Regions from separate parts of the Drosophila melanogaster genome. Here region 1 is linked to region 2. A link is a contact called in public Hi-C data. All regions are on one chromosome and are shown on one strand. The core of a region is the stretch at or near the end of the contact, and the rest is flanking DNA. Distances in the headings are between cores, read along the strand shown. Region 1 holds the start of Ppcs (Phosphopantothenoylcysteine synthetase). Region 2 holds the start of Mpc1 (Mitochondrial pyruvate carrier).

Evidence for each region. Hi-C and Micro-C count contacts between places; a contact is called where the count stands out from the background.
Region 1: a Hi-C map of the Kc167 cell line shows a contact between it and region 2, with 4 times the contacts expected there. A contact is called at or near these places in 9 of 107 Hi-C or Micro-C datasets (the Kc167 cell line, the Sg4 cell line, embryo and 3 more).

What each region holds. Positions count from the first base shown.
Region 1 is chr3R:19,146,569-19,150,097 of dm6, reverse strand. Ppcs (Phosphopantothenoylcysteine synthetase) reads left to right here and starts at 2,188. Exons shown (of 5, transcript NM_169848.3): 1 at 2,188-2,963. The coding sequence starts at 2,838. It overlaps CG5835, which reads left to right. Exons shown (of 4, transcript NM_142528.3): 3 at 466-863; 4 at 937-1,466. The coding sequence ends at 1,060. It also overlaps asRNA:CR44107.
Region 2 is chr3R:18,927,041-18,930,665 of dm6, reverse strand. Mpc1 (Mitochondrial pyruvate carrier) reads left to right here and starts at 2,007. Exons shown (of 4, transcript NM_001275791.1): 1 at 2,007-2,277; 2 at 2,352-2,471; 3 at 2,538-2,638; 4 at 3,008-3,625. The coding sequence starts at 2,410. The coding sequence ends at 3,168. It overlaps CG42613, which reads right to left and starts at 1,470. Exons shown (of 19, transcript NM_001260256.1): 1 at 1,102-1,470.

The DNA of each region.
Region 1 (3,529 bases), core at 939-3,438, 220 kb before region 2:
CAATTTGTATATGACTTTTTTTAATTTTCACTAAAATTTCTATTTGAAAGCCGGATTTTTAAAGCTACTTCATTCGTTTGCATAAGTAAAGATGATCTCAAGAAGCTATAAGGCACTTTAAAAAATATTAAACACGCCTTCACAATTCAGACACTTTTGCAACGCCCACTTTCAAATTTGTTGCCCAAATTCGGCATAGAACTCGCATAGAATCACGTGCCGTTTGAAAATCAATTACTCAGCCGACAGTGAAAGCCACATCGATGACACGAGCCTTTTTTTTGTATACACAGGGAAAAACAAATTGACGCAATTAAAGGCAATTTATAGATAAATATGAAAATATAACAAATAATTAGTGAATATACGTTAAATTCAGCTTAAACATGTTGATCGTTTAATTTTAAAGCTTGAATAATATATGCATGTTATACTAACTAAAATTGTATTTTATTTTAATCGCAGGATACTTCCGACGATTCCGACTCAGAGGCGGAATCGGAGGAGCAGCAGCGGCGGTCATATCCCCACCGCGACGAGGACCAACTGAACTCGGCCACCAATTTGGTTTTGGCACAGAACTACAAGTACGATGTGGAGATCCTGGAATCCGGCGATGCCGACCAAGACGACAGTAGCATGGATGACGTGGACGATCTGGAGGAGCGTTTCAAGGGACGCGGTGTGATCTTCAGCACGGACACCGAAACCTTCGCCAACGAGAACATCGAGATGAGCCCGCTGAACGTGCAGGCGGATGCGGTTAGCCAGGGACACGTGCTGCTCGGCATCGTGGTGGTGGCACTGGCCTTGGTCTCCATCGGCCTGTACGCCGGCCTGGTCATATGGCGCTCGCACCTGGAGTGAGTTCTATTGGCTAATTGCTCTAATTTTCAGAGTGCTAACTCATTTACCATCTCTTTTCACCATCATCAGGCAGCGGTATGGAATGCGCGAACGACTGGTCAATCACGACTTGGAGGATGAAGCGGCTGGTGTCGACGACGTCGATTATCAGGTCTATGCGCCAACCACGACGGCAGCTACGCCTAGGGCGTAGTCCGTTTCGAAATCTGGTCCGATTCGATTCGATCCGATACGACGGTGGGCTTCAATTGGACCTGGTTTCGGTTTAAAGTGCACACTCACCACACAATTCAGACGAGACGACGACGATGGCAATTCATTGCAGCCTCAGCTAGGATGGTGGTGGAGAGACGGTGCTCAATCGTCTAATGTATGCCATAAATTTCCACGACAAGCTGAAAAGCATTCCGCTTCCCAATTACACTCTAATGGCGTTGCTAAAGGTCACGCCGATTTCTAACAGCGCAGTTGACAAGACCAATTAGTTAGTAAGTTTCTGTGATATTGTTCTAGAGATTCTTTTGTACGTCCTTGCACTAACAATACGCATAGAACCCACGTTGCTAATCGATAATAAAAACTATATGTAAATGTAAATGAATATTTAACTTAGGCGTCTTTATTTTGTTGATGGTAAATTCCTGCAAGTTACCTCTTTCACAGCTGCTTAAGACTCTGTGGTTTTCAAAATACTGGAATTATTTAATGGATTATAAATGAATAAGCAATTTAAAAATAACCAAAACATGTTATCTGACTTGATTCATTTTGAGTTTTATTGGATATAAATCTTCACAAGCCTTGTTTACACTTAACACACTCAGGTAAGCCATTAAATTAAAAATAGCCACACAAAGAACGAGTTACACACCCAATAAAATGCAGTAGTATAAGGTATTTTTGGAGTTAACAATTACATTGCTTTTATTTGTTATGCATTTATTCTTTCTTAACCCTAAAATAAAAAAGGTTTCCCTTTAAAAATTGAAATAATTTGTTTTCGTACAGGTATTTATAGCTCAAATTTGAATTTGAATTAGGCGCGTTTTCTTAATTAACAACACTGAAATAATATCTAAAGCGCAGCCAACTTTGCTCAGATAGCTCATGGGTACCACAAGACTAAGAACTAGTTCACAAATATGAATATTCAACAAAAACACCTTCTGGCTGACAGATAACTAGGCAGAAGTGGTGGTCTTTCTTACTTATTAGCTAAATGAAACCTTTGTATAGCTTCCTTAGAACGATACATGAAAAACTTAATCTTGACAAGCAACAAGTTTGCTGCATGCGCCGGAACCAGTCAGCAATGCCTCCAATTCGTCCCTGTCCAACACTGCAATCAGCTGTTACCTGGCCAACGCGTTTTTTTTTTTTGGCCTGCACTTTGAACCCCGAGGTTTCGTGCGAATAAAGATACGGATTTGAGTGCGCCTGTCCACATTCCCGCTCGTCCCGCTCCGCCATCCATCGCTGCCTATCGCATTTTCGGTTCAGAATCCCGCGGACCTTGCTGCCGTGCACATCGCATCGCATTTCCACAGCTGCGTTTTTCAGCATTTTCGTTCGCTCTCTCTCTCTCCGGTTTTTCAGAGCGCTCCGTTCCGCTCTCCCGCTCGCGCGCGCTCCCCTTAACGGTTCCATTGATAAGCAGCGCCACCCGCAGCCCCTGCCCCGCCCCCCTGCCACGCATATTCCGCCCTTCGCATTTCGGAAACTGCAAAAAAAAACCAAACCAAAGCAAAGCAAAAGCAAATCAATCAATTAAGATAGTACGCCGAATAGTGCAGTGCGTGTGTTAATTAATTTTGGTTGCCATTTCGCACATTCTGTATTTATTAATTGGCAGTGCATAGCTTCCGGCGGAAGAGGGCAACTTTCCGTTCATTTTCGAGCTTCCGTTTGTCGGCCAATTAGCAGCAGGTCGACAAAGAAAAAGCAAAAACAAGCGTAAAGGATAAGCCAACATGACGCACTGGGAGGACTTCTACAACACGCACCTGCCGCCCGCGGACTTCGAGGACAATCGCTCCCTGCTCAAGGAGTTCTGCGAACGGCACAACAAGCTCCAGAATCGCATCGTCCTCGTCACGGTGAGCTGGGATGATCCAAATCCGAATTAGGATTAGGATTAGCGCTAAATAACCACTGTACTCCGTTAATTAACTGCCCAAGCTGGTGAAAGCTTTCATGGTTGAGCCGAGCGCCTGGGGCATTAAAAACAAATGTGTAAAGTGTGGAAGTGAATAAATTTAAATTGGCTAGAACAAAGTTCGTAAATGTTAAACACATGCAGGGGCGCATGCATAAACAATTAGCATTTTGTGAATGGAGAAAACAAAAGTTGTTAAGTGTTTTTTTAACATACTTTAAAAAACCAAAATCACCTTTTTTTTGTTAGTTTTTAATTTAACATTTTAGAAATTTAATCTTAGTTAAGTTTCACTTTAAGTTAAGTTTTCCACTTTAAAATGCTGCTATGCGTAAATAATATATATTGCAAATATCTGCAAGTCTTGCAAATACTTGATTCGCCTCCTAAAGCTCAAAGTTAAATATGAAATTATGTGGGTCAACTGGTGTTTATTCACTGGGGCCAGCTTAATCCGAACATGATTTACGCAAATAGTTAACAACGAGGCACATTAGTTTCTCTCTA
Region 2 (3,625 bases), core at 758-3,257:
GAAAACACAAGTGTCCAGCTAACGACAAAGACCTTCAAGGGCCGCTAAGTAGGTCGTCCTATATGGTTGGTCTACATGTATATTTGCTATACCCCAAACAGAGTGTTTGTTTCATACATCTTTTCTTTTACGTGTTTCACCTTTTGCTTTACGAATGAAATCATTTACCATTCTTGGTCTTTTGGGATTTAATATTGAATCCTAATTCTAATTATTTTATATAAATCGCTTTAATGTTAGTTGAGCACAAGTTTTAGTATGTCTTTATTTTACACCCATTTCACATAGTTACTTCCGCTACTTAGAAAACTGGTAAAAATCCCTTTAAAAAAATTCACAAATCTGGTTGCTTTGTGTTTCCCTTTCTTTGATTTTCAATTATATTTCTCGCTTTTCTTTGTCTGTTGTTGTGGTTGCTCTTTCTTGCTTTTCCCCATTTTCACGCTTCTTCTTGCTTCTGCTCTTGTTTTTGTTGATAAATTCGGATTTTTTGGGAGCGGCTCATTTGGTTTTCTCTTAAACTTTTCCTTTTTTCTCGCGTGGAAAAACATTTTTGGCAGACTTACTGGGGAAAATGTACGAAAATTTCATGCTTACTAGCAACAAATGTGGGAATACAAAAAAAAGTGACCATTATGTGTAGGATTGATTTTTCTTCAAATGGTTTTTCTTTTCAGGTTTTACTGAACTGAAGCTGCGGCAACTGATGACGCGTAGTCAACATTTAAAAATTTAAAGAAGCAAAATCTGTCTTTGTTTTGGCAATTCTTGGAGTTGGTTTCTTTGGGCATAATTTGAATTTTCTTTAGCTTTCCCAAGCACCGCACATGGAAAATGCTTGCAAAATGGCACACTGACCACATATAAACACTCGCACGCACGCACACACACAGCACACAAACGCACACATACACACACAGACACACACGGGGATTACAAGTTGGCAGAACAGTGGCAGCGAAGTCAGCAGCGGCATCGACTGCCAACACAATTTCCATTTGCCTATTCCGCTTTTTCACTTTGTTGTTGTTGTTGTTGTTATTTGGCCAGAGGATGTGGTGTGTTGTTGGTGCCAGGATTCCTTCGATAAGGACTATTTACCGAGCCAAGTTTCCTTTGAGCCGCCGTCGCTCTCGAGTCGCAAATTCACACTGAGCCGGAGTTTTGGATTCGGTTTTGGATGCTGGTTGCTTCGCACTCGGATGCTGCTGGTTGTGCTGCTTTGGTCTTCTGCCGCCGCGGCCAAGGACTCAGGCGCAGGCTGTCGGCGCAGAAACCATCGCCCCAATTCTCTTCGCCTTGGTCCTTTTAAGAGAGCCGGAAGAGCGCGTATTAAGTGAAGAGCGGAAGCGCGTGGTGGATTAACCACTTGAAAACCGTGGCGCCCGCACTTCAGCAAATGCGTTGCAAATGCACACATTACGTCCACTTGTAATTAGCGGGCTTAATGCACATCAAGCATCCGCTTTTCGGCGGATATAGGGAGGGAAGTCCCTGCGACAAGCCTATCGAGATTGCAAATCGAGTCGAGTGTTGCAGCGATCAGTATATGCCTGACACCGATCAAGCGCTTCAATGACTTTCAACGATAGTGTAATATATCGGTATAACTTACAGGATTTTAAATGAAAAAGCAACAAGATTAAACTCGTTTTAGAATAGCAATTAAATGTTTAATTTTCGATTGACTTTATAAATATTTAAGTTAATATTAATAATGTAATATAAATATCAATATACTAGATTTCTTGATATTTATGCGTAGAGCTTTGAAAGCATTGTATTGTTTTACACTGTTTACAATGCTAGAATATTTTTTTGTTATAAATATTTTATTAATAAAAGTCTTAGCATAGTGCCTGGGCACAAATTTGCCCAACTAAAATATTGCTGAAGGTTATGTTAACCACTTTTCAAAAAAAGATTTAAAACCTATCGCATTCGCTTCATTCGACGTCCATCTCTAAGTGTGACCCTTGGATGTGGCGATTGTACGGGCTATCGATAACTCCGACGCGACAGCGACGCGGCAGAGAAAACTCGTTGATGCCTTTCGTTTGACTAATTTTATATAACTTTCGGAGTGACAACACGGCCGACACATAAACAAAAAATATATCCTAGCTTGTGAATATTTAGGCACACACTTCACACACCTGCAACGCGGCCTGCAGTTCCAAATTCTTCGTGTTTTCGATCAAGGTGTTCCAGGCGGTAAACAAACAACAGCAACAACAGCTGGCACCACAAAAACAACAACAACACGGCGAACAACCTGTAAGACCTTGAGGGGATTTTTTTCGGATTTATATTGCGCGGCAATGGCAATCTAATCTAAATTATTCCACCAGGTGCGCTTCTGATTAACATTTCTGGTCAGATATATTCAATTAGCAAAGCGGTAGCATCATGTCGATCAGGAGAGCTATGTCCACAACGGCCTCAAAGGAGTGGCGGGATTACTTTATGAGGTCTGTTTGTTGGTTATCAATTGGCCTTATATGACTTATTGTAAATATTGCTTTTTATATCCACAGTACCCACTTCTGGGGCCCGGTGGCCAACTGGGGTATTCCGGTGGCTGCTCTCGCCGACACACAAAAGAGTCCCAAATTCATCTCCGGCAAAATGACATTGGGTAAGGATATCCCCCCTTGGGTTTTGGCCTCCATCTGGCATCCATACACGCGCGACTGGCATCGAAAGTTTTCGCTTAAGATGTCGTAATCAGAGCCGCTGTGATATGTTCTAAACAAATCACTCTATAATGCCTGATAAGCCAGATACGGAAACTGTCGAAACGTCTGCCGATAAGATTGCACAGAGAAAAAACTAAGCACAATTTGTCCATTTTACTCCATAATCCGATTCCATCGGAATAAGATGCCAGCGAGGCAATATGCACATAATGTAATGGAAATTATGACAAATTTTGCTTATAATTTGTCCTGTGCCTTTGCCTATGTAAATAAGTCTCCCAGAAATGCTTATCCTCGATCTTTTCCAGCTCTGACCCTGTACTCGTGCATCTTTATGCGATTTGCCTACAAGGTCCAGCCCAGGAATTGGCTGCTCTTCGCCTGCCACGCTACCAATGCCACCGCCCAATCGATCCAGGGTCTTCGCTTCCTTCACTACAATTACGGGTCTAAGGAGCAGCAGGCGTAAATGTAATCCTTGCCCCGAAATCCACTTCCCCGAGACGCGACGCGCGAAGCCACTTCAAATGTTTACCCAACAGCAGCAGCTATCGCAATTTACTGCCACCACACGCAACGAAGATCTAGCAAATTGCACTGCCGCAATCCCATTCAAATCAAATCCAAGTGGTGGAGTAATTGCCGTGAATCACACCCGCACAATCGGCTGAATCTCGAATCGCGAAGTTGTCGTGCCCCAGTAGCCGTTTTCGCTGGGGTCAAATTCCAATTCCAATTGAGTCTATACCCAACTTGTTACTTTGCCCATTTAGTTAATTCCGTTAGGCAGTTGATCAAAATTTTAAGTCGGTGCAATGCTTAGATTACGATTATATGAATATGGTTTAAAATCCAATAAAAGATATCAAAATCTAATTTTGTCTAGTGTCTGTCAATACAAAATGGTTGTAATAAAATTGTAACAT